Regions from separate parts of the Mus musculus genome. Here all the other regions are linked to region 1. Evidence: chromatin contacts called from public HiChIP or PLAC-seq and promoter capture Hi-C data. All regions are on one chromosome and are shown on one strand. Each heading gives the region's core, a stretch centred on a gene start, on an enhancer-like site or on the middle of the called end of the contact. The rest is flanking DNA. Distances are from core to core; before and after follow the strand shown.

Evidence for each region. Promoter capture Hi-C pulls out the DNA fragments that hold promoters and counts their contacts. HiChIP or PLAC-seq counts read pairs in DNA pulled down with a chosen protein or histone mark.
Region 2: a promoter capture Hi-C map of pre-B cells shows a contact between it and region 1, with 5 times the contacts expected there. The contact joins the promoter of Pip4k2b here to the promoter of Thra in region 1. A contact is called at or near these places in 1 of 39 promoter capture datasets (pre-B cells) and 1 of 115 datasets of contacts at active chromatin or transcription factors (pancreatic cancer cells).
Region 3: an HNF4G HiChIP or PLAC-seq map of pancreatic cancer cells shows a contact between it and region 1. The contact joins the promoter of Stac2 here to the promoter of Thra in region 1. A contact is called at or near these places in 1 of 484 Hi-C or Micro-C datasets (embryonic stem cells) and 1 of 115 datasets of contacts at active chromatin or transcription factors (pancreatic cancer cells).
Region 4: a promoter capture Hi-C map of pre-B cells shows a contact between it and region 1, with 2.9 times the contacts expected there. The contact joins the enhancer-like site here to the promoter of Thra in region 1. A contact is called at or near these places in 3 of 39 promoter capture datasets (the C10 cell line, hippocampal neurons and pre-B cells) and 1 of 9 other capture datasets (adipose tissue).
Region 5: a contact with region 1 is called in a FOXA1 HiChIP or PLAC-seq map of pancreatic cancer cells. The contact joins the promoter of B230217C12Rik here to the promoter of Thra in region 1. A contact is called at or near these places in 2 of 39 promoter capture datasets (hippocampal neurons and liver) and 1 of 115 datasets of contacts at active chromatin or transcription factors (pancreatic cancer cells).
Region 6: a promoter capture Hi-C map of liver shows a contact between it and region 1, with 4 times the contacts expected there. The contact joins the promoter of 1700001P01Rik here to the promoter of Thra in region 1. A contact is called at or near these places in 4 of 39 promoter capture datasets (the C10 cell line, liver and pre-B cells), 1 of 115 datasets of contacts at active chromatin or transcription factors (pancreatic cancer cells) and 1 of 9 other capture datasets (pancreatic islet).
Region 7: a contact with region 1 is called in a promoter capture Hi-C map of pre-B cells, with 3 times the contacts expected there. The contact joins the promoter of Lasp1 here to the promoter of Thra in region 1. A contact is called at or near these places in 6 of 39 promoter capture datasets (the C10 cell line, cranial neural crest, hippocampal neurons and 2 more) and 1 of 115 datasets of contacts at active chromatin or transcription factors (pancreatic cancer cells).

Annotation. Positions count from the first base shown.
Region 1 is chr11:98,740,064-98,743,536 of GRCm38.p6, reverse strand. It overlaps Thra (thyroid hormone receptor alpha), which reads right to left and starts at 1,752. Exons shown (of 10, transcript NM_001313983.1): 1 at 1,531-1,752.
Region 2 is chr11:97,742,838-97,746,474 of GRCm38.p6, reverse strand. Pip4k2b (phosphatidylinositol-5-phosphate 4-kinase, type II, beta) reads left to right here and starts at 1,771. Exons shown (of 10, transcript NM_054051.1): 1 at 1,771-2,029. The coding sequence starts at 1,871. It overlaps Cwc25 (CWC25 spliceosome-associated protein), which reads left to right. Exons shown (of 10, transcript NM_026186.4): 10 at 1-1,005. It overlaps Mir8102 (microRNA 8102), which reads right to left and starts at 1,578; the gene lies at 1,440-1,578.
Region 3 is chr11:98,051,816-98,055,233 of GRCm38.p6, reverse strand. It overlaps Stac2 (SH3 and cysteine rich domain 2), which reads left to right and starts at 1,772. Exons shown (of 11, transcript NM_146028.4): 1 at 1,772-2,341. The coding sequence starts at 2,252.
Region 4 is chr11:97,997,679-98,001,248 of GRCm38.p6, reverse strand. No RefSeq gene overlaps it. Among named protein-coding and RNA genes, the nearest start is that of Arl5c, 3.3 kb to the right of the region's middle. Within about 2 kb of position 1,803, at least 88 of the 459 cell types and tissues checked have an H3K27ac peak or open chromatin away from gene starts, as enhancers often do. A contact at or near this core is called in pre-B cells, where this site is marked.
Region 5 is chr11:97,839,619-97,843,182 of GRCm38.p6, reverse strand. It overlaps B230217C12Rik (RIKEN cDNA B230217C12 gene), which reads right to left and starts at 2,048. Exons shown (of 3, transcript NR_169086.1): 1 at 1,954-2,048; 2 at 1,607-1,709; 3 at 1-999.
Region 6 is chr11:97,774,286-97,777,442 of GRCm38.p6, reverse strand. 1700001P01Rik (RIKEN cDNA 1700001P01 gene) reads left to right here and starts at 1,525. Exons shown (of 3, transcript NM_028156.2): 1 at 1,525-1,791. The coding sequence starts at 1,585.
Region 7 is chr11:97,797,462-97,800,997 of GRCm38.p6, reverse strand. Lasp1 (LIM and SH3 protein 1) reads right to left here and starts at 1,433. Exons shown (of 7, transcript NM_010688.5): 1 at 1,136-1,433. The coding sequence starts at 1,204. n-TCgca51 (a tRNA gene) reads left to right here and starts at 2,021; the gene lies at 2,021-2,092.

The DNA of each region.
Region 1 (3,473 bases), core at 503-3,002:
CCAAATCCAGGAAAATACTTGTTGCTAAGTTCTGTACACATGTATTGATGTGTAGCTTCGGTTGTTTGTTTGTTTGCTTGAGTGACAGTGATCGTCATGGCAAGCAATGACGGCTACATGACTGGACACATGTGAACATGTGTGTGTTTCTGAATGACAGGGTCTTTTATGATTGTGCGACTGTGTCCAATTGCTGTGTGTGTGCATGTGTGCATGCATGCATTCGATAGTGACTTTCTCGGTGTGGGTGACAATGACTCCTTCTTACCCCTGTGTGACAGCATCTCCCTGTGATCCTATGCGTGGGTATGTGCATAGGCCGTCTCTCCGCCCTGCTCTTGGTCTCCCGTGGGTGTGTCCCACCCTTTGAGCTCCACTCTGCAGTGGAGGCCTGCCTCTTCCCTTGTCCCCATGTGGGTGTGTCCAGCAGCTCCTGTCCTTGAATCTGCCTGGATGTCCCCGAGTGAGCATGTAGCTGTCTGTGTAGGCATATCTGTTGTCTGCATGTCACCTTTGCCTCCCCCTTCATCTTGGACAATGGCCCCCTTCATCCCCTCCCCCTCCTGGGTCCAGAGCCAGCATTCAGGGGCAGGCCTCCCGTCTCCCTGGCTTTCCTTCTGTGTGCTCCCCCCTCCAGTCCCTAAAATGGGTGGCTCTCTTCATTGCCTCTGACATCTTCCCAGGCCTTCTTTTCACACTGGACAAGGGAGGGCCCAAGATAGAAAAGGGGCACCAGAGACACGTTGCAAGGGAGGGAAACGGGGAGCATGCACGCGCGCGCGCGCGGACACACACACACACACACACACACACACACACACACACACAGAACACGGGTCCATTTCTTCCTCTCTTCCCCAACCACAGGCCAACAATTCTCCTAATCATCTAGGGACCATCAAGTACACCCCCACTACTACAAGCTCACACTCCCCCCACCCCACCCCACCCGCCGCGTTTTTGCAATTAGGAGTGTTGCAACCAGAAAGCCATGCTCAACTGGAGAGGTGGGGAGGGGAGGGGGGCTTCTCTCTCCTCCAGCCCATGCAAGCCCCTCCACCCTGCCGCACCCACATTGCCCTTCCTAGCTAGAGACAGCTTTGCAAAGGCCATTCGGTCTCTTTGGCTGGGGGGGTGGGGGGACACGACAAGCTTCTGGCACACCGTAAACAAACCGCGGCGGGGCGGGCGGGGGAGCCTCGGCAGGCAGCGGGGCCCAACCCGGGAATGCGCAGCAGACCGGCCGGACAGAGGCCGGGGCGGGCCCTCGAAGGGGAGGCCCAGACGCCATCTCCCTGGGCGAACCCCGGGGCCCACCGACCACTTAACAGCACCTTCTTTCCCCAGGGCGTAAGTGGCTAGCTCTCGGGCTGTGACAGGGTCACCCGGGCGCCGGAAAAGACTGAGGTCGGCGGCGGGAACCCCCTGGGCGCCCCCAGCCCGCCTCCAAGCTGGCCAGAGACCCGCGGCTTTGCATAATCAATCGCGATGCATTTGCATATTAATGCCCCCTTGCTCCCTCCTCCTTACCTCGGCTTGGCGCGCTGGTCCGAGCTGAGCAACGACGCGGGGGTCTCAGCGCCCCGTGCCGGGGGCGTCCATGGGGGGCCGGTGGGGCCCGGGCCGCCCGCCTCCAGCGCCGGGGTGTGAGTGCGAGTGAGCGCGGGGGGGCGGGGGGCGAGTGTGGCGGCCCCGCGGCTCCTCCGGCAGAGGCGGCGGCCGCTCTGGCTCCTCCCTCCCCCGCCCCGCTCCGGCTGGGGCTCCAGCTCCGCGCGCCCGGCCGGCTCGCGGCTGCTCCCTGCAGGCCGCCTCGCAGTCGCCGGTCCCCGCCCCTCGCCCCCCGCCGCTCCCCAGCTCCTGGCCGGCCGCCCCGCAGCCCCTCTACCGCCTTGGCCCCTACCAGGCTCAGACTCGCCCACCTCACCCCCGCCCCCCCTACGGCTCCATCCAGGAGCGACGGTCGGTGACACGTTTTGAGAAAGATGTCATTTTCAAATAAAATAGCTTTCATTTGCGAGGAGAATTGGGGGAGGGGGGTTCTGGTTTGCACCCTGGGGTAGGGGGAGAAGGACCGAGGAGATCACTGCACCTTATAAATCCGGGAGGAAGTCCAGATACCAAACGCTAAGGGTAGTTTCAGAGTTCGGGTCCCTTCTTTGCGAACAACTCCCTGTGTGACCTTGAACACATTACAGCATCCAGGGTAAGAGCACAAAATCCAAAGGTTGGACAGGTTACTTCTGAAATCCTCCTAACTTCAACCATCCTATTTCTAGCCGTTTTGGAGGCTCGTTCCACATTGTGCCTCCTCTCTCGTTTCTAACATTAATGCTGAATCCACTGTCTCCTCTTGCAAACGTCTCTGTTCTCCATGGAAGCTCTTTCTAGTCACTGCCCACCAGCCATTCCCCAACAATATACTCCTATACTAAGCTTGGGGAATGGGGGTGGACAAGACTCGCTACAGCCCCTTATCTCCCAGCTTCTCAGAGGTGATATTTCCTCTCCTGTGTATACCATCAAAATCCAAATGGTTCAAGGGCCAATCTAAGCAACAGAGTGGCTGCAAATAGGTGGACTCCTTTTCTCAAAGGAGAGGTCTCCATGCCAGTTCCGGACCCTTGCGCGCGCACGCGCGCGCACGTGCGCCAACCACACACACAAAACACACAACACACACACACACACACACATACACACACACACCTGCATTCGTGGACATAAAACCCTGCCAGTGACGCCAGAGCCCCTTTCATCTTGGGATCTACTACCGCCAGGCAGAGGTCTAATTACCCTAGCACCCCCCTCTGGCCCCGCCGGTTCCCCCGCTATCATTAGCCCAGTTTTACCAGCGGGGGCCATAGCCTTCCCACGGCTCCCAGGGCGGAGCCCTGCCTCCACAGCCTGCTCTTGGGGAGGAGCCAGAGAGTGTGTCTGGGGAGCTGCTCTTCTAACCGTTCAGTTCATACTGGATAGAATCGTTTGCTGAGTGGGTTGCTGACCAACAGTCTCTCCAAGTTGGGCTGCCCTTGCACATCTTAGTTCCAGCCACCTACATCCTGAGCCAATGGACTCACTTCTCTTACAAGGGGTTTTAAGGGTTTACAAGGGATGAGGAGAAGGGAGAATGCCTCTCGTGGGGCTCCCGATAGGGAAGGGACAGGAAGCTGGATGAGGGAGGAACGAAGTGGAAGCCTACGGTTACTGGGGATGGCAAGGGGGACTGAAGGACACACACAATGGTTGAAAGAAGCCTGCACTGTACAGCGGCAGCTGCAGTGGGGAAATTGAGGCTCCAGTGTGCAGAGTCAGCAAACAGTAAATGAACCAGCTCAGTCCCGGCTCCCAGCGGACATGCAACAGCTGTAGTGTAGAGAAGGCTGCAGTGTGCTCTCAGTGCACTGAGGCACCAGGGTGGCTGGCTGCCAATCGAAGCCACCTCTACAATAACCAAATCTGGTTGAAACCCTGGG
Region 2 (3,637 bases), core at 522-3,021, 1.0 Mb after region 1:
CAGGGTCTCTTGTAGCTCAGGCTAGCTTTGATTGGACCGGGGAGCTGACGGTGACCCTGCACTTTAGCTCCTCTGACCACACACAGTTGCTGCTCCTGCCACTGCTGCTTTGTGGTTTGTCTGTGATACAGGGCCCTTGCTGGTCCAGGGCAGCCTGATGGTGGCTCTCCTGCCTCAGCCTCCTGAGTGCTGGCTGCGGTTAGGCCATCCCCATCCTCCAGCTGCCTTTATCCTGTAATAACTAAAAATCTAAGACAAGACTCAAGGGGCCACACCCATGTCTTTACTGCCATTCCTTTCTCTATTCTTTCACCAGAAGCCCTCATTTGTTTGACCAGGGAACTTCTAGGTGCTTTTTAAACAGACGACAGATTCACCCTAGCGGTAGCTGACCTTAAACTGTAGATCTCCTGTTTTAGTCTCTGGAGCTGTGATTACAGACCATCTGGCCCTCAGAGGTGCTCTTAATTCATATATTAAGCCATTTCGTTGTTCTACCAGTTCCTAATTTCTCCTAAAATATGTTTGGATTTAAGCACTAAAATTCCAGTCACTGTAATTATTGTTGTTGTTACTTTTTGAGACAGGGTTTCTCAGTATAGATAGCCCTGGCTGTCCTGGAACTCACTCTGTAGACCAGGCTGGCCTTGAACTCAGAAATCTGCCTGCCTCTGCCTCCCAAGTGCTGGGATTAAAGGCATGCGCCACCACGACCGGCTGGCACTGTAATTCTTAAAACTCAGTTTCTCCCCAGACAATATAACATTATTCATTTAATCATCTCATCCTTCTGCCCTATGTTATAGTTAATTATGGCTTTTATTTTATTACTTGGTAATAAAGGCTACATTTATTTTTGTAACTGTGTAGAGCGATCTACCACGTGCCTGGTACTGAGTCTTGATATCCCAAGTGTTGACCTGTGATTTGTGTCGGATACAGAGACCCTTCGACCAAGTGGAATTACATAATAAACCATGGGCAGTTTATTCGAGATTTCTTGGAGCAAGAATGAAAGGATTATTACAATACGCGTCTACAGATGCTAGTGGTGTCTAAACTTGACCATCGGGATAGAGGAGGCTAGGCGGCAGGTGGGTGGGCGCGCGGCCCATTCATAAAACCTAGGATTCCCGGCCTGCTCCTCTGATTGGCCCCCGGGAAAGGGGGCGTACCTTGCGGGTGGAGCGAGCCGTCGGCCCAGGGGAGTGGGAAGATCCACGCTTGGGTGGAGCGAGGGGGCGGTCCCTGGTTTTCTAGGCAGGACTTCCTTTCCCCTTTGCCGCGTTACTCCTCTGTCCCCCGGGGTGGAGATGGTATGTTCCAGCTTCTTCTCATGCCGGCCCCTCTTCCCCTCCCGAAGCGGCGGCGCTGCCGCCATTTTAGTACTTCATGTGGAGGCAAAGTCAAAGCCCGGCCTTGAGGGTGTCCGAGTAGGGAGCCCTTCTTGCCGAGTGCCTCGAGGCTGTCCATCCCCAGTCTTCCTCGTTCCCCCGCGTGAAGCCGGCTGGGTTCCCTTCAGGCCGGGAGAGGAGGAGTGGGCGGGGCAGCTGCAAGCGCCCGGGGACGGGCGGTACCATTCCGACGGGGAGGGGAGAGCCGGGATCCAGTGGGCGGTGCCGCCCGGGGGCGGGGTGAGGATCAGGCTGGCCTGCTCCCCGGGGCGGGGCGGGGCGGGGCGGGCCGGCGCAGCGAGGGCGGGGCGTGGGGCGGACGGAACCACCGGGGCGGGGTGGGGAGGTAACGGGACGGGCGCGACCATGGCTCGGTGAGGCAGCGGGGGTGGGGATCGGTTCGGGGGAGGCCTGGGGCCGCTCGCTGGTGCGCTGTCTCCGCCGCCCCCCCTTTCGCCGCCGCCGCCGCCCCGGGCATGTCGTCCAACTGCACCAGCACCACGGCGGTGGCGGTGGCGCCGCTCAGCGCCAGCAAAACCAAGACCAAGAAGAAGCATTTCGTGTGCCAGAAAGTGAAGCTATTCCGGGCCAGCGAGCCGATTCTCAGCGTCCTGATGTGGGGGGTGAACCACACGGTAACCAGCTTCCCCGTGCGCGCCCCCACTCCCTCCGGCCTCGCCACGCTCGCCCCGCGGGTGACGCCTGCAACCCTTCCGCCGAGCCACTTGCATGCCCGCCCACCCGTGCACGCTGTCCGGCCGGGCGTGCACTCCCCGTTCGCCACGCGAGGCCTGGTGTCCCCGTGCTATGCCGTCGTCGTTTCCCCTTCGCTCCAGCCCCTCTGGCTTCTTGTGTCCGTATGCTGGCTCCGTGCAACCCCGGAGCTTCCGAGGGAAGGCCTGGGTGCTGCAACGACGCTGCTTCTACCCTCAGCGTGTTTGTTGCATGGCTATTCCGCTTGTCTCTTATAGCTGGCTACCACATCATTGCTCAGTTGACAGGGCAAGTGGGACTGGCTTGCCTGAATGTTCCTGTTTGTGGTCCTTTGGGTGGTATGGCTGCTCAAAGTTTCCCATCTTCTAGGCCTCCTTACCCCTGACTGTGGACATCCTCTCTGGGTTTCCTTTTTTTCTTCTTCTTCTTCATGAAGACGTATCAACTGGAGAAGCAGAGACTTCTCCAAACCACAGACACTTGACTTGTGTTCCCATGGATGAAGGATAAGTGCGAGCACAAGGCCCGAGGGAGTGTAGACTTGGTTATGGAAATAATGTATCTTCCTCGTTCTTCTGTGATGTTTCAAAGCCATTGACTTCTCGTATGGTTTTCCAGGGTGTGATAATGGTGATTACTGTCTCAGATGAGTGGTCCTTTGGGTCCTGGGTGCTTTGGGATGGTGCAGCAGCCTCTGCCAAGAAGTTGGATGTGGCCGACGTTAGCTGGTTGGCTCTGTTTATGTGCTGTTTGTTTGGGATCTGCTCTCTTTCGGTGGCTTGCTCTCTGCCTTCTCACCGTTTCTTTGTGAGTCCCTACACTGAGAGCAAACAGAGGAAGTGAAAAGACCTGAGGTGCTGACTCCACCAGCCACAAGTTTAGAATGGGGGTGGGTGGGGGGAGGATAACGGGTCGGGTCTCCTTCGGATTTCATTCTTTAGGCTCCATGACTTTTCTGAACACTTGAAATTGTCTACAAGACCAAACAATGACCCAGGGACCCAGGGTCAGGGAGACTTCATTTTCTCTTGCTTTGGTAGAAGACCTAGAGGGTCCTTTGGCTAGAGATTGAGGGACAGCCACCTACACCAGCGTAGATCTCCACGTCTTAGAGAAGAGCGCATGTGTTTGTGAGGTCCTCTCAGGCCTCTTAGTCTTGGGCACATTCCCCTTTTCCATGGAATCCCTGGGCTTAATGAGTGTCCTGGCCGGGAAGTGGGATGCCCGGACCTCTAAAGGAGCTGGACATCAACAGTGAGCAGAGCTTGCTCCTCTTGCTTCGGGGGTCATCTGACATTCCCAGGGAAACTGGGTCAGCAAATTGTGAACCCTGCATCCCTTTCTGGGAGTCACTCCTTGATTTTGTTTGACATCTGGCCTCTCACTAGAAAGCATCCTGTAGCAAAAGCCTGAAGGTGGGTAACTTCATTTCACTCCGGAGACCGAACAGAGCCTTTGGCTCGGGGGTAGCTTGCCTATGCTTGCCGTGAAGATACAGTTCCTTGTCCAGCACCAAGAGGCTCTGTTGG
Region 3 (3,418 bases), core at 523-3,022, 690 kb after region 1:
CTTCAGTTCCAGGGAATCTGACACTCTCACACCTACACATGTAGGCAAAACACTAATGCACATAAAATAAGAATAAAGATATTTTAGAAGAGGAAGAGGAATAAGAGGAAGCACCTTCAGACTGAGTGGGGAGAGAACACCAGGGCCTATGGGTGACCATATTTCAGGTGTTGCAGGATTTTAGAAGAGCCTAACTTAGAGAGGTTTGGAGACTTCCTGGATGATAATGGAAGTCCATTTCTGCTCAAGTCCAGACAGGAAAACTAAGGCTCATGGTTGCCTGATTTTCCATCCACAACGAAAAGCTGTCTGCCCTAGCCTTTTTTTCAGTTTGAGTTTTGTTTTATTTTTATTTTTTATTTTTTTGTTTTTGATTTTGGTTTTTTGTTTTTAGTTTTTAAGACAGGTTTCTCTGTGTAGCCCTGGCTGTCCTGGAACTCACTCTGTAGACCAGGCTGGCCTGGAACTCAGAAATCCACCTGCCTCTGCCTCCCAAGTGCTGGGATTAAAGGCGTGCACCACCACCGCCCGGCTATTTTTTCTTTTGAGATAGGATCTCACTATAATCTTAACTGGTCTGAACTTACTTTGTAGATGAGACTGGCCTGAAATTCACAGAGAGATATGGCTTCCTCTGGCTCTCGGTTGCTGGTATTATAGGCATGCACCACCATGCCTGGTTTGGCTTCACTTTTGACTCATTAAGGTGTCTTCAGTCTGTAACCTTAACATTAGGGAGACTGCAGCAGGAAGATGATGCGTTTGAAGCCAGCCTGGGCTACATAGTGCATTCCAGGCCAACCTGGGAGACATAGACAGACCCTGTCTCAAAAATAAAAAATGTAGACTGCTAGGATAGTTTTTTGTTGTTGTTGTTGTTTTGTTTGGTTTGGTTTTTTGAGACAGGATTTCTCTGTGTAGCCCTGGTTGTCCTGGAACTCACTCTGTAGACCAGGCTGGCCTTGAACTCAGAAATCCTCCTGCCTCTGCCTCCCAAGTGCTGGGATTAAAGGTGTGTGCCACCACGCCCCGGCACGCTAGGATAGTTTAAAATCATTCAAGTATAAGGGCCTGACTTTAATCTCCAGCCTCTATTTAAAAGGGCCAAATCCACAGCACTGGGAAAGTAGACAGGATTTCTGGGGCTCCACGGCCAGCCACTCTAGCCAAATTGGCTTACAATGAGAGACTCAGACTCAAATTTCTTGGTAGATGGCTCCTGAGGAATGGAACTGGAAGCTAACCTCTGCCAACCAAACTCACACGTGCGCTTCTCATACAGTCAGACATAAGAGCACGCGGATCATAAACACACACAAAACAGCCTGTTCTCTGCTTCAGGGAGCGTCTATAAGTCTAGTAGTGGTATGTATAATTTGATGAGATTCTAGAAAGGCATCAAGTTAATGGGGCGAGCGGGTCTTTTTCTCTGTCAAGGTGCGGCATCTTCCAATGTGCACTATCAGAACGCTGTAACTTTGATTTTCCTCTCGGCTATTCTGCGGCATCCTCGAATTATTTGCATTTCCAGACTCTAGTATCATTGTCCCAGCCCTCCTTCAATTTTGTCTCCCCACCTATCGGCCCCCATTTCGGGCTTTCCATTGTAAAACTACCCCTCCGCTTCTTTACCCTCCAAACCCCTCCCCATCTTGTCGAGCCCCCCAAGACTCCACCCAGCTGGCCCTCCTAGCCACCACCGCAGCCAATAGCTGAGAACCTTCATTTGCATAGCTGCGCGGGGGAGTGGCGGAGGGAAGGGGGAGGGACCAGGCGACCTCCTAAATCAAAGTTGGGAGGCTAGGACTGGGCGGAGGGGCCGCCGGGTGCAAGGCTGGGGCCGGCGCGGGGAGGGGGAGGGAGATGGGGGGCGGGCGCAGAGGACGGCGGAGCCGGCCGGACTCGGACAGCTCGGTCGTTCCCTGGCTTTGCACATCCGCGCATCCCTACTTCCCTCCTCCTCCCGCGGAGCGCAGCATCCTCTGCAGACCCTTGGTCCTCACACCCCGGGTCGTCCAGCTTCCGCGGCTCGGGGTAATTGCCTCCCTCTCCCCTGCCACACCGACAACTTTCTCCCCTGGTGCCTGGGGTTAGGGGGCTGCTTTGCCTGGGAGGGTTTCTCCTGGGGTCACTGAAGAGCTGCCCCTGGAGAAAGGCTTGAGAGTCCCAAAGAGACGCCCGCCACTCACAGCCTGACCCCAGCGGGCCTGCCGTCGGGTCTCCGCACCCTCTCTTCCTTTATACCCCAACCATGACCGAAATGAGCGAGAAGGAGAATGAACCGGATGACGCGGCCACCCATACCCCCCCAGGGACCGTCTCCACCCTCCAAGAAACCAAGGTAAGTCGTGGGGTGCGAGGCCTGGCCCCGCCCGGGCATCTCTGACTTGGAGCGCTGATCACAGTGGCTGGGTCCCTTTGGGGTTACGGAAGCTAAACCGGGCCCGCGTGATTCCTAAGGCTGCGCGCCGTGCCGGGGAAGGAGGAGAGGGTTCGCGACGAGGGGACCCAAGGAGCAGATCACACGAGCACGACCCGCCAGAACGCGCGAGGCGCCGACGCGCTCCGGCTCCCTCCTGGGCGGTTGTAACTCGGCTTTGTTGGAGGGAATCGGCGCAGCGGAGGCGCAGGGCGTGTGTGGCCGTGTGTAGCGGGTGTGGGCCGGTGTACGCGCGCGTGTGTGCGTGCGGGGCGCACCCTCCCGGGGCCGCCACATCGCTGTCTGCGGCTCCCCGGGGCCCCCTCTCTCCTGCCTCTGAATTCCTAGCCACAACCGTCTCCTCGGAGCGTGCAGACTCTCCGCTTCTCTTTGCTTCCCTACGTGCTCCTCTGTGTGTCTCCGGCGTCCCTCTCTGACCCACAGCAGCCTGGCACGCACCTCGCGGACCGGTTAGGCTGGGGGCCCGAAAGGCTGCGGCCCCGGGTGCGCAGCTTTCAAGCCGGCGCTGGGGGCTGCGGCAGCGCGGGCCGTCGGTGGCGGGCGGGGACCCGGAGTGTTGCGGTTCCAGAGCCAGAGGCAGCCCCACCCCCCGCTTGGAGAACCAGGAGAGGGGAGGAGAGAGGGCAGAATCAAAAGAAGAAGTCATCGTAATTAATGAATGTCATAATTAACCCTAATTATCTATGATTGTTACTCTTGCGGGAGTCACAATGAATAAATTATTCTCCTATGAAGGCAGGCGGAGCCCAGACTGCGGGCACTGAAAGAGGTGGGGGAGGCTGTCGCTTACATTCCACCTCCCACTCCTAATGAGTCTGCCCCCTCCCCAACTTCTAGATGTTCATGAAGTTCTGTGGGAAGCTATCTGAGCGCCGGGAAATGGGAAGAGAGGATACTGTGGGAGGGAGCCCTCTCCCTTCCCTAGACTTCAGGACAAGACTTCCTCCTTTCTCCCTTCCACCCTGGTGTTTGTTACCG
Region 4 (3,570 bases), core at 554-3,053, 740 kb after region 1:
TGGGGTGGGTGCTGCTAATTGAGCCGGTGGGCTCAAGCCTCACTAGTTCACATCTTAAAGACACATACTTTGTTTTTATTTATTTATTGCCCCTTTCTACTCTGACCTCCCTGTGCCCTAGCAGCTCCTCACTAGGGAAGGGTGAACTTCGGCTCCTCTGTATCTCAGAGGTTTGCCTGGATCTGCCTCTTGACTGCTGGGATTAAAGACACCACACACTTAGCACCCAGCTTGGTGTGTGTGTGTGTGGTGGTGGTGGGGGGGGTTATTTGTTCACCTCCTCCCGAGACAGGGTGTCACTCAGTACACTCAGTAGACAAGGGTAACCATGTATCTCCAGCTACACTGGGATTTATTCAGCATCCCCAGATGCTGGGATCACAGCAGTGGGTGAACCAGCATGCCAGGAAGTTTTATTTTGGGACAGGTTTACAATGTAACTCTTGACTGACCTGGGACTCATGCAGCTGAGGTGGGACTCAAACTCATAGCAACTCTCCTGCCTCACCCTCCTGAGTGTGATTGCAAAAGTTACAGATGTGCTATCACACGGGTCCTGAGAGCTTTGGAGCCGGGGAGGTTTTCCGCTGGTGTGAAGAGGTTGGAGAGACCAGGCCCCCTGAGACATGTGAGAACAAAATAAGCAGGTGGCAGGCCCCTCCTCGTCACCAGCTGCCAGGATGTGGGCTCTCATAGCTGTTGTCCTGCCTCACACAGCACCTGCAAAGCTTCCTTGCCTTCCTAGGTCTTGTTTTTGAGGTGACAGCTCTAGAAGACTTGAACATCTGGGTCCCCTGCCTGAGTGCTTCTGTTCATAGTTTGTGTTTAAGGGTCAGTCTGACATCGGACCCCTGATGGCCTCCAGATAAGCCAGCAGATCACAGACAGGGATCTGGGCAGCCCAGGGGCAGAGTCCCTTGGGGAACTGATAGTAGAGTTGTTGAGAGCCCTGCTCTGCCTCCCATCCTCCCCACTACCTTTGCATGGTAATCGATCATTCACGTCTATGTTTAGGTGTGGAGCCAGCATTTATTAAAGATCTCCTCTGTGGTAGGCACAAGTCAAACTGGAAACCACAGATAGCGCTCCAAGTTTCTTGCTGTGGGGGAGCAGTCAGTACCGGGAACACCAGTTCCTTAACCAGAGAGGTCAGAGAAGGCTTTGAGAGGGAGGTGAAGCTCCCTTGAAACCTGGGAACATGGTTAAGTTAACCCGAGGCAGAGAAGAGGGAGGAAGTTCCTAGTGCAGAGGAGAGAGGGGACATGCATGACATGCTAGTGGCTCCTGACTAACACAACATGGTGACAGCTGGTGGCCAGAGCAGCTTGGCAGGAGCAGGTCACAGCAGGCCTTCTAAGTTTTGTTCTGAAGGACTGTAAATGGTCATGGCTAGACACGGTCTTCCCTGCAGATAGATGATGCCGCTGATATCCACCTGGGAGGAAACCTCAGTTCAGGCCATAGAGGAAGGCAGCCACTGACCCCTAGAGGAGTCCAGCGGGGTGTGTGTGTGTGTGGGGGGGCAACTTTACCAGCCTCCACAAATATCATTATGTGCTGCCTGTGATCCCCAAGTTCATAATTCTTCTGCTCCAGGAAACCCTGATTTTGGAAAGAGTAGGGGTTAGGGGGTTGAGATGGAGGAAGCAGGTGTCCAAATACGTCTCTTCCTGCACCAGCTGCCTACAACTGCATTTGCTCAGAACTTAGGTAGGTATTTCTAGCCGGCACAGATAGTAGAGATGGGGAGGAAGTCTTGTTTTTAGGTAACCACGCCCTCTACCCACTTAGACTGCCGGATCAGCAAGCTCGTGGGTGTGGACACGTGAGGACTTTAACAGCCATGACATCAGCCAGCTTGGTGCTGCCACCACTTCTGGGACTCAGAAGCTGAGGCAGGGGGATTCCCTCCTAACTGATTTCCTTTCCCTCACTGCTTCTCTGACTAGCTTCTTCCAACTCTGGTGGATACTGCCTCTGTGACAGAAGGGGGGCAGGCCACAGATCCCAGGTCAGCCCAAAGGTTCACTGTCCCCCCCCTTTTTTTTAATTGATATGAATACAGTGTCACTGTCTTCAGACATGCACCAGGAGAGAGCATCAGATCCCATTACAGATGGTTGTGAGCCACCATGTGGTTGCTAGGATTTTTTTTTTTTTCAAGACAGGGTTTCTCTGTGTAGTTCTGGAACTCACTCTGTAGACTGGCCTCAACCCCAAGTGCTGGAATTAAAGGCGTGTGCCACCACTCCCCAGCAAGGATCACTATCCTGAAATAGGCTGGGTTAAACTGAGGCCACTTTGGCCCAGGATGGGCTTGTGGTTTCAGTCCAATATCCTAAATCTTGTTTTAGCTTCCATAGTGGCTGTCTAGGCTTCCTTCTAAATCAAATCTTCTCAGAGAAGTGTGTGTGTGTGTGCACGTGTGTGTGTGTGTGTGTGTGTGTGTGTGTGTGTGTGTGCACTCGCGCATGTGCGTGTGTGCATGCGCTTGCACAAACAGCATGGAGGCCAGAAGAGAATGCTGGATCCCCTGACCTCCATGGACGCCAGGAACCAAACTCTATTCCCCTGGAAGAGCAGAAAGCCACTCTCAACCCTTCCTAACTGAGCCCTCTCCAGCCACCACCGCAGTTCTGTTCTGTTCACTCAGTGTGCCCCCAGCTTGCCGAATGTCACTTTCAATTCTGCAACTGGGTGACAAAGCAGGACGCCTTTCTTCCCCTAGGAACCAGATGGCAGCCATGCCTCAAACACTGGGTGATTTCTCCAAATACCTTCTGTGCCCCTGTCAAGCCTCCCAGCCCCAACCCCAGCTCCCTTCCTGGGGCTGACATGGAATCAGCCCTGATGGACTGTGTGGATCATGTCTTCAATTCTGTGTTGTTCTAGCTCTGTCCACCAAGAGGAATGGGATGAAGGTGTGTGTCATATGTGCCTGGGTGGGTCTGTGGAGGCCAGAGGTGAGCTTCCAAGGGTTGGTTCTGTTTGTCTTTGCTTACCACAAGCATCCCAGTTAAAGGCTGCCAGGTGTTTCCCTTTCAAAGCAGAGGAGACATTGAAGCACGGGCACTGGTGAGAGATCTGGCTAAGACCGGGGCCTGAGTGAGGACCAGTGGATGTAAATACTGCTGAAGTAGGCACGCAGGGGCTGTTTATGGAGGCTCTCAAAGGCCACATAAGGAAGTTGCTTTGAACTCAGTGGGCAACAGAGAGCCAGCCAAAGCTGATGGAGTGGGGAGTCATGGACCCTGAACTGTCTTTAAGAAAGGTTGGGCCAGCCGTGGTGGTGCACTCTGAGTTCGAGGCCAGCCTGGTCTACAAAGTGAGTTCCAGGACAGCCAGGACTACACAGAGAAACCCTGTCTCGAAAAACAAAAACAAACAAACAACAACAACAACAACAAAAAAGAAAGGTTGGTAAGACATGAGGAGGAGGGAGGGCCCGAGCGCAGTAGAGGTAGAGGTGAATCCCCCCCGCTGGGGGTGCTGCCTTAGCAGAGGGCAGACAGCCATAGGGGCCCTAGGAGGATGCTCCAGTGTGATGTGATGACTACAGCCTCTTTCTTG
Region 5 (3,564 bases), core at 799-3,298, 900 kb after region 1:
TGAACTCCTGACCCTTCTGTCTCTACTCCCAAGTGCTAGCATTACAGGCGTGTGCTACAGTACTCAGCTCGTTCCTTCTTGAAACAGCAATTGAACAAAATATTATTACAAGAAATTATTCATTCATTCTTTTTTTCTTGTTTATTTTAACCTAAAAAAGAAAATCAATGCAGAGCAATTATGGTAGAGTCTTTAAGGGAATAATAGATAACACGGATTTGGGGTCAGATCCATGCTGTATCCTAAAACACAGTTTGTTTGTGTGTTTGTTTGTTTGTTTGTTTGAACCCTAATTGGACAAGGAAATAACAGCTTTGTTATTTTAAAGATAAAGGAACGTTTAAAATTTTTTTTAAAGTTTTCAAACCCTTCCATTTAGGGTAAAGTTTTTCTCCTAAATTAATATAGCCATTTTGTTTCAATGCTTTATAGGTAAGCACAAAGAATAAGGACTTTACAACCATGCGCCTCTAGTCAACTAAGGAGCTGGGAACAAATGAGAAAAGGAGGGAAGAAATGATAAACCTTAAAGAATGCAAATAACGGGAATTTTGAGGGTGGGGGATGGGTTGTAAGTCAAGGGAAACCACGCAACCTCAGGCTGTACAAACTGTAAATTACTGATCAGTGTTTGCCCTTGAGGTTACAAGGGAACGCCTGCTTGTGAAGCAGAAAGCAAAGAATATTTTAGCATCGTGTGCAGTTGCATTTAGACCTAAGGAAAGGCTGTCCATATGAATGTTTGGGCAGTCTCCACTCTGACTTCACTGTTCCAATCTTCCATATTCTGAATAGTCCCTGTCTACAGCTCAATCGCATGCAGCAGCTGCCAGTGGCTGGCATTCTTGGACTAACTCCTGATGTCCCCAGGAGTGCCCCTGCCTCACAGAATGCCTTCGTGCCAAGGGTCAGCCACATCCGGATACACTGGAAGAGATCAGTTGGGCCTCAGGATTGCTGCTGGTGGTGAGAGGCCTCTTGCTGGACCCGACACAGGAGCTGTGGGAAACCCAAAAACAATGGTCAGCTGCAAACTGCAGCAGGGGTACCCCTACTGGTCAGGAACTAGCAGGAGTTCTGAGAATCCTCCCCATTCCTCTACACAACTGGGGAAAGTGGGCATCTCCCTCACCCCTTACCCCAAGTAGGTTTCATTTGCTATTTTTTCTCAAGTGGGAGTTAATCACTAGTGAACTAATGAATGCAGTTATGGCGCAGCAGTGAATTAATGAATACAATTATGCCAGCAGATTTGAAAACTGCCTTGTCCACACATAAGGATGTACTGTAGTCATTGTCAGGAGAGAATGGACAACTTGGTTTTGCATCTACCTGGAAGGAAATTAGGAAATAATAGTCTGTCCCCCTCCACCCCCCAGCACACTCCCTCCCATCCTACCTAAAACCTAGTGCATTTTATTTATATTTATTTATTTACTTATTTGTAGTGATGTTTATTTTTAAGAAATAACATTTTAAATCAATTCCCAAAGAAAGCTGGCCTTTCTTATTCTTTTCACATTGATCCAAGAAATGCTACGTCAATGTGTATGACAAATAGATACAAAAACAAGCTTTCTTTTCATTTTTTTTTTTTAATCAATACCCGAATAATGACCAGAAGCAAAACTCCACCGGTGCGTCAGCAAGCAGGATGCTCGGCCCTTCAGCTCCATCCTTCCCCTCGCAGCCCCTGCAGCGCCAGGCCACTAGAGAAGGTAAATTATGTAGGACAGAACCACCAGGCCTATGATGGCAAAGAACATGAGGATGAAAATATCCAGCATGGCTCAGTACAAGCAGAGGAGTCCCCTCGATTCCGGGGAAGTGGGAGCTGCAAGCGTGGAGGTCGGTCAGCGCGGAGAAATGGCTCCTCTTCCCTCCCGCTTCCTGTTCCCTCCCCCTCCCGGGGACCTGAAGCTAAGGGATGCTGCAACCCCATCAGCAACTTACTCTCCACCTCCACCATCACGGCCAGCCAATCACAAAGTCCACGGTGGGTAACCAGGGAACAGCTACTTTTAGACCAGGCAAAACCGGAGAGGTTTAATTTCTTCCCAGGAAGCCAGCCCCGCCCCTTTGTGTGGAAAAAAAAAAACAAAACAAAAAAACCGCTATCTCTATTTAGATACAGTTTCTGCACTGAGTGGGCTGCTCCGGAAGGTGTGAGCGGAGGATCTCTACAGACTCCTTAGGAATGGATTTTTCTGCCTTCCTTTTTCCTTCTCCCTCTCACACATCTCTGGTAATCTATCTCAGAAGACAAATTGTTGCCAGTTTTGTGGGCCATTACCTAGTTCAGAGAACATAGAGGAAGGTCTCATGTGAGTCTCAGGAGGCGAGGGGTGGGGGTAGGGCGACCCTGGGCATGGATCTGAGTTTTCTCACTGTGCTGGGGGTCATTTCAACCAGTCTGAAGTCTTTTAAAGCCTGAGCTCAAGGGTGGTCAGGAGCTTGCGTGATAAATTTAACAACTTGTCAATAGGGGGCAGGAGTCAAAGCGAGCCTCTCACATTCCACCAGACGCTGGCTTGCCTTGTTGGTCTGGGAGATCCTCAGAGCCCAAGCTCATTTGTGTCACATGAGGTCTCTCCTTCCCTTCTGTGGTGCCAGTTTCCCCCGTTTGTTTTCTCTGGATCTTCTGAATTTACCTCGTGTCGTCATCAGAGAAAACAGCAAAAAACCCACTCACACCCGCTCCTAGTGTCTAGAGATGCAAATCCAAGCATGGTTTTGTTGTTTCTTTTTGTATTATTATTAATTATTGTTGTTGTTTTATTTTGTCTTGAGGGAGTCTCAGTTAGCCCAGGCTGGCCCTTGACTGGATTCTCCTGACTCTACCTCTCAGCCTCTGAGCACTGCCATTACAGCTGGCTTTCATGTGGTTTCTTCTGAGGGACCGAATCTTACAAAAACTCAATGATAGGGCTCAAGGGGTAATGGTGTTGTACACCAAACCTGAGGACCTGAGTTCAATCCCTGGGGCCCACAGTGGAAAGACAAGGACTCCTTTCTGTTAGTTGTCCTGTGATGTCCACACATGCCCTTTGGTGTACACACACATACATAAACAATCACATTAAAAAAAAAAAACCCACACCCACTGCGATGTATTTTGATTCTTTCTGCTTTGTGTTGTGTACCAACTGTTTATTAAAAAGGAAAGGATTTCTATAGGTCAGTTTCTAAGGTCTGGCATTCTTAGACTCTCCCCAAATATTTTCTTTGAAGGGTCTAGACCTTGAGATCTTAATAACCCCCTTTCTTTTTTCTTTTCTTTTTTTTTTTTTTTTTTTTTTTTTTTTTTTTTGGTTTTTTGAGACAGGGTTTCCCTGCAGCCCTGGAACTCACTTTGTAGACCAGGCTGGCCTCAAACTCAGAAATCCACCTGCCTCTGCCTCCCGAGTGCTGGGATTAAAGTCGTGCACCACTGCGCCCGGCCAGTAACACCCTTTCTAACAGGAACTTAGTCCACTCTCAAGAGGGGAGCCCTCCTGAGCAGGCGAGTCCAGCAGACAAGGCCACACTGGGTCACAGGCTTTTGGGCTGCTCTTGGGAAACTCG
Region 6 (3,157 bases), core at 276-2,775, 970 kb after region 1:
GTGCAGATGTTTAGGTCATCTGGTCATTAGCCAGAGGTCACCTTTCCATGGCTGTGGTTGATTAAGGTACTTAACACTTGTGGACTTTTTTCAGAATGAAAAAATAGGGCTGGAGAGATGGCTCAGCTGTTAAGAGCACTGGCTGATCTGCCAGAGGTCCTGAGTTAATTCCCAGCAGCCACGTGGCTCATAACCATCTGTAATGGGATCTGCTGCCCTCTTCTGGCCTGTAGTTATGCAGGCAGAGTACTGTATACATATAAATCTTTTTAAAAAGAATAGAAAATAATGTCCACAGAATGATGTATAGAGTCGCCCGTGTAGTGATGTCCAACCACCTAGAGACAGATCTCTACGTTCAGGGCCAGCCTGGTCATGTGTAGTATTTGCTGTGTTTACCCACCTTTGGCCCACTTTAAAATCCTGCTTCTGCTGGATTTAGCTGTGGGGGTGCTGGAATGTGTACCAGCCCTTGGCCAGAGGAAGTCATCCCTATAACTGGTGTCATTTGAGCCCTATGTCCTCTAAGAGTAGGCAGTATTGTGTCCCCTCCTGCTGGGATCTATAGGCCTACACCTGTCAAACTTTTCTACTGCAGACTATCGGGTCTTGTGTTGCCTTTTTCAAGACAAGTTTTCTCTAACTGCCCTGGAAGTCCCAGCTGGTCTCTACCTCCCCAGTACTGGGATAAAAGGCATGAACATAAAAGTCCTTAGCTGTGTTCCTTGAATCCAGCAGAGTTAGTACATTTTTGAGGCCCTGTTGGACAAAGTATCCAAGTGGAACTACTGAGTAAGGAATTGATACCAGGTGTGGCATGTGCCTGTAATAGCAACACTGTAGCTATCAAAAACTTGAGGCTTGCCTGGCAGTGGTGATGCACACCTTTAATCCCAGCACTCAGGAGGCGGATTTCTGAGTTCGAGGCCAGCCTGGTCTACAAAGTGAGTTCCAGCGAGTCAGTGAAGCCCTGTCTCAAACAAACAAAAAAACCAAGTGAGCCCCCACCATGCCTGGTTTGCAGAGACCCTTCTAAACCTTAGCTACTTAGACTGAACTTAGGAGGGTTCTGAGAAGATTTGGCCAAAATGTGGACAAATGGGGAAAAGTCAGCCAGGAAATTTACTAAGTCTGAGTGTTGAGTCTGGAAATGCTGGACTGCACTACTTCGTAGAGGAACTGTTCGATTACCATTTGTTGTTGGTTTGGTTTGGTTTGGCTTTGTATAGCCCTGGTTGTCTTGGGACGCTGCCACTACGCCGGCTCAGTTACCACACAACTCCCACTCGGGCACACCTGCACTCATATACATATGAAATGTTAAAACGTGTGTGTGTATGAATGAGTGTAAGCAAAAGACTCGGGTTGTAGCAGCTTGGTATAGAGTGCTTTCCTACTATGCCCAGGCATAAAGCCTTCCTTGGGTTAAGTTCCAGCATCACGATAAGATGGGCGTGGTGGTGACCCTGAAATAACAATAGGGTTTGTGTCTCAGGGAGGTAATTGACAGACGTAACAATGCTCAGTGAAGTCCCCATCTAAGGCTCCAGAAAGCTCTCAGACTCGAAGACTGCGGTGGTTAGGATGGCTTGTTGTTACAACAGTCCTCGGCGACTCGAAAAATCTTTTGTTTTGGATGGGGTAGCTGTGAGCACAATGGCCCAGGCCTACAGCATCATGAGGCCCAAGCTGTGGTCTGCAATTCCGCCTTATAATCCTCAACTGGACCACCACAGTCGTCGGTACTTCCGGAGCCGCGTGGTTCCGCCCATTTTGCGGAAAACTGATCAGGTAGGTGTGGGAGCATCCCGGAGCACCTGCGACTTCAGGCAGTCAGCTTGTGGGTTTGGGTCCTGGTGGCCCAGGACTTCGAGGTTTCGCACCCCTCTAATTCTGGGCCTTGAGCTACCGGGCGCTGTGCACCGCTGAGGCCCGCACCCTGCGGCTGTTTTGGTGAGTTAGAGGAGCAGGATGAGAGAGGAGTGCTGGTGCTGAGCTCATTTGGTCCTTTCTACCCAGAACCCCACCCATCTACAGTCTCATTTCTTGTTTCTGCGAGCAGAGGATAAGGCGCAAAGCCAAGTCTCTACAGACAAATAATAGATTTCTTTGTCTTTGTGACGTCACAGGGGCCGCTTAGCTGTGACCTCACTACGGATCTTCAAAACCCACAGAAACTACCAATAAGCTTTGTGAACCAAAGGGGATTGCCTTGTCCTATGCTGTCACAGTCACCGGGTTAAGGCTGGCTTGCACCTGTGAGCCCAAGGGAAGCCATTGCCCCATCTCTGCAGACATCCTACTTATACAGGATCATAGATCTCAGGCTGTCCATTGACAGTTCATTTCTCCCAACACTTTTTAAAATTTTTTTTTACTTCTTGTTTTGATGTAGTCTCGCTGTATCACAAGCTGTCCTTGAGCTCTTATGCTCAACTGATCCTCAGTCTAGTTAGTGGCTGAGGATGTAGCTTACTGGTACAATACCTACCTCACATGGAGGAGGTCAGGCACACCCCCCCCACACCCATTAAAAAACAAATAAACAAACAAACAAAAACAACTAATGGCTGGGAATGCAGGGGTCCAGCCCACGTCACCTCCCTGTTTTGGTAAATCTCCAACCCAAATATGCCCTGTCAATGAAAACATGACTCAGTTAATATGAATACATGCTGTGCACCTAGATTGGCCAGATCTACTGCTACACTACCAACTTCCATATCTATGAGACCCCTTAGATAGAACTTGCAGTTTCTCCAGGCCATGTGCTCTGCTTTTCTTCTTCCTCCTCCTCTTCTGCATCCTCTCTCTCTCCCATTTTCTACTTTTCTCTCCCCACCTTCTGCTCCACCTTCCCTTTTATCTACCCAATCATCAGCTCTCCTTTATTAAGGTGGGAAGCAGGGTAACATGAAATCAGGAGAGAGTGTTGACCCATTCCTTGTTCACGGCCCCTCACGGGAGAATGGAATTAACATCAAATATAACTAGCCCCAGAGCTATCCACAATACTTTTGCCTTCAGTATGTGTTGATTTCAGTGATCTGAAGGCAAGAAGGGCCTCCCAGGTTGCACTAGAAACAGATCTGGGGGATTTCTGTGGTCCATAATATTGTGTGTGCCTATATGTACAGTGCCTGTGCATAGACACACA
Region 7 (3,536 bases), core at 184-2,683, 940 kb after region 1:
GGTACAACGTATCTATGAGGAGCCAAAAGGCTTCCCTGCAGAGGGGGTCACAAGAGAAGAAACGGGTTGTCTTAGACTTTATGGGGTTCAGAACAAGGCAGAAGGGTCCCATCTCAAACTGTACCGGAAACACCCAGATCTACCCTTCAGTCCCCCTTGCAAAAGTGTAATGGCAAACAGATGATCGGGTCCAGCCTGGGCCGGGGGATGCGTAAGAGCCCCTAGGGGCCAGCTGATTTCCAGAAGGCTACCCCCCTCCTCTTAAAAAACTCCTTTTCGTCTGCTTCCTCAGAACTCGGCCAATCCCACCCTCCATCGGAGAAAACAGCTCTGAAAAGTTAGCTCTTTGTTCTCTAAGCTGGTCTCCAGGCTGAGCACAATTTCAGATCTCCAAGAAGCGTCCTCCCCACTCCCTACCCCGCCCAGCTCCGACTGGGCAGCCGATCACCCGGAGTGGCTTGCAATTTGAATTGGGGGTTGGGGAAGCTATGAAGGAGGTCTGCGGGTTCCCCAACCACAAAAAAAGCAAGGAGGGGACCAGCAGGTCGTTCAAAAAGAGGGGGTCTCGCAGTGAGATTCCGGCGCTGCCCCTAAATCCCTTTCACCACAATTGACACTCGCTGGACGAAGGACCCGACGCAGCTTCCAAGCCAGGAAGCCAGGCTACCGGCAGCCCAAGCCGGGCGGGTAGCGCCGGCCCCAGCCTCCGCCCCGCCCCCGCCGCCCCCTCCCCCCAGCGCCCCGCGCTTCCGCCTACTTGGCGCTGGCCGCCGCGGGGAAAGGGAGCGGCCGTCTCCCCTCTCACTCCCGGCCCGGGGGGCGGGACTGCACCTCTAACCTCCTGCACACACCCGGGGAACCCGGTTCCCTGGTGCTCTTCCGCCCTTCCTTCCAGCCCTCCTAACCTCGATGCACAGAGGCCACCCATCTCCAGCGGTGGCTGCTCACCACCTCGCCTTGGACCTCCCAGGTTCCAGACTGGGGTCTGTCCCCACACCCCAAGTCGCCTCCCGCCTTCCTTACCTGCTCTGGGGAGCGCAGGGAAGAGCCCGCAAAGACCCGGCCCCTCTTTCCTCCCCTGATGGAGAGCTGCACTAGCACTGGCTAGCTCGCAGCGCCCGGTACCCGAGCTCACCTTATCCAGACAGTTCACCTTCTCCGTGGGGTACACGATCTTGCCGCACCGGGCACAGTTAGGGTTCATGGTTCCGGGGAAAGACTGGGGCGGGGACGCCCGTATTCGCGCGCGTTCCCTTTTCCTTGGGCGAGCTGGTGGGAGGCGGCGGCTGCAACTGTGCAGGCGACGGCGACTGGAACTGGGGAACTGGCCTCCGCCTCCGCCCTCCTTCCCCTAATAAACACAGTGGGGAGGAGGGGCTGCACTGGCTAGGGCGGGGACGCGCCTCGGGCGCGGAAAGAGGCGCGCGCGACCAGGCGCGCTCCCCGGGCGACGTGGGGCTGCGTGGGGGCGGGTTCCAGGGAGGACTGCGGGACGGGAGTGCAGGAGCCCCTGAGCTCTCGGGGTGCACGTGCCCCTGGGCTCCGCGACCGAGGACGGGCCCGGGCCATGGCCCTTCCCGCGCTGGAGAAACAGACGCGAGTGTGGCAGAGCCCGATTTCCCATGAGAGGGGGCAACCCCACGCACCCGACGATGGTGGGGATAGTACAGATTCTCTAGACTGGGGGACTTTCCTTAAACCCGTGGGTCCCCAGCATCAACCTGCGGGGAAACCACCCCTTGCCCCGCCCCGCCCCCCAGCTAGTTCCCTTCCCGCCCACATCCTCTCCCACATAGGTACCTGTCCCTTTCCCTTTGGACTCAGCACCTCCGTACGTTCACCCTCCCCGCCCCTCTGCGCTGCAGCTTTCCCATGGATTCTTCGGATTCAGGCATCCTCTGCTTTCAGCTTGGCCGCCTTTGCTCTTCCATTCTTTTCTCTTGCCCCTATTCTACCTGTGTAGCAGCTGCGACAGCATCTTAAGACTGAAAAGAGATTGCTTCAAGCTGCGCGTCGGTGCGGGGGTATAGCTCAGTGGTAGAGCATTTGACTGCAGATCAAGAGGTCCCTGGTTCAAATCCGGGTGCCCCCTCAGAGTCTTTTCCTCTCTTCAATGACAATAAAAATACGTTTCAATACAAGTATGATCTTGATTCGACCCTGGGTCATTAAAACAGGTAAAAAGATAAAGGCCACTCCTCCTTTTAAATCTGAGCAGAAAAGCCTTCGTTTTGCCTCGTACCAAGCAGAAGTTGCACGACTTTATTTGATTGGCGCCAGAGTCCTGGAGATTTCTGCCCATGGTATGCTTGTGAATTTGAATTGGATTGTTCCACACTTTGGGTTCGGAAGCCAAGGTCACTCCCCAGGTTGACGGTGTGTGTCCGTTGAGGGTCAAGGGTCAATCAAAAAAGGGAAACTTGCGGACATAGCCCTTCTCCAACCTAAGCTTTCCTTTCCCTTTTTCGTTTCATTCTATGATCCTTATTATTCTATATCCTCACGTTTCATTGTGACTTGGTGACGTGGACCGAGTAAAAGCGCTCCGAGACCGTGAAACCGGGAGGAGCACTCGTCAGCTCCCTTCACTGCAAAAGAACAAGACCCCAAAGCCAAGTAATATAAATGAATGCAGTGGTTTTCACAACTTGTGCGTGCTCTAGAGTGACCTGGGGGAGGGGGGGGCTCATTAAAACGTCCCCAGTTTCCGATTGTGTAGATGCTGAGGAAGGCCTTGGCAGTTAGCTCTTTGGCGGATTTGTCAGGTAAATCATTCAAGGACGCAAGGACCGCTCTTTGAGGATCACCAGAATATTATTACCACAACGCTATCAAGTTTCAAATCCTCAACAGGGGACAGGTATCTAGCTGCTTTAAGGTATCTGGTCTGGAAGAAATCTCTAAGTGTGAACAGGGAAGCAAGGGCGGCCCCTCAGCTAGGTTTTGCCCAAAAAAAGGAAAAAGAGACAGACAGAGGCATGCTGCCCGTGTCAGGGTGTGGCTGTGATATTTTAAACATGGAATCTGGTTGTGTCATCCCAGGACCCCAGGGGAATATTCACATGCATTCCCTCCCAGTTCCCATTACAGTTCTCTGCTGAGCGGAACAAGGAAGGGGACTGAGCAGAGCTTGGGGCAAAGCACAGAGATACCAGAGAAGCGAGTCTCTGTTCCCAGACGCTGGGCCTTGAACTTGTACATTCTCCAGCCTCAACATCTCAGACAAGACATTCGTTTTTTATCTCTTTACACTGTGTCTTCCGCGCCCCACCCCCACCCCCACCCCCATACAGAGTTTCGTGTAGCCCAGGCTGGCCTTGATTTTGATATATAGGCCAAGGCTAATCTTAAACTCTTTTTTTTTTTTTTTTTTTTTTTTTTTTGAGACAGGGTTTCTCTGTGTAGCCCTGGTTGTCCTGGAACTCACTCTGTAGACCAGGCTGGCCTCGAACTTCGTCTGCCTCTGCCTCCGGAGTTCTGGGATCAAAGACATGCGCCACCACGCCCTGCTCTTAAACTCTCTTGGACTCTGATCC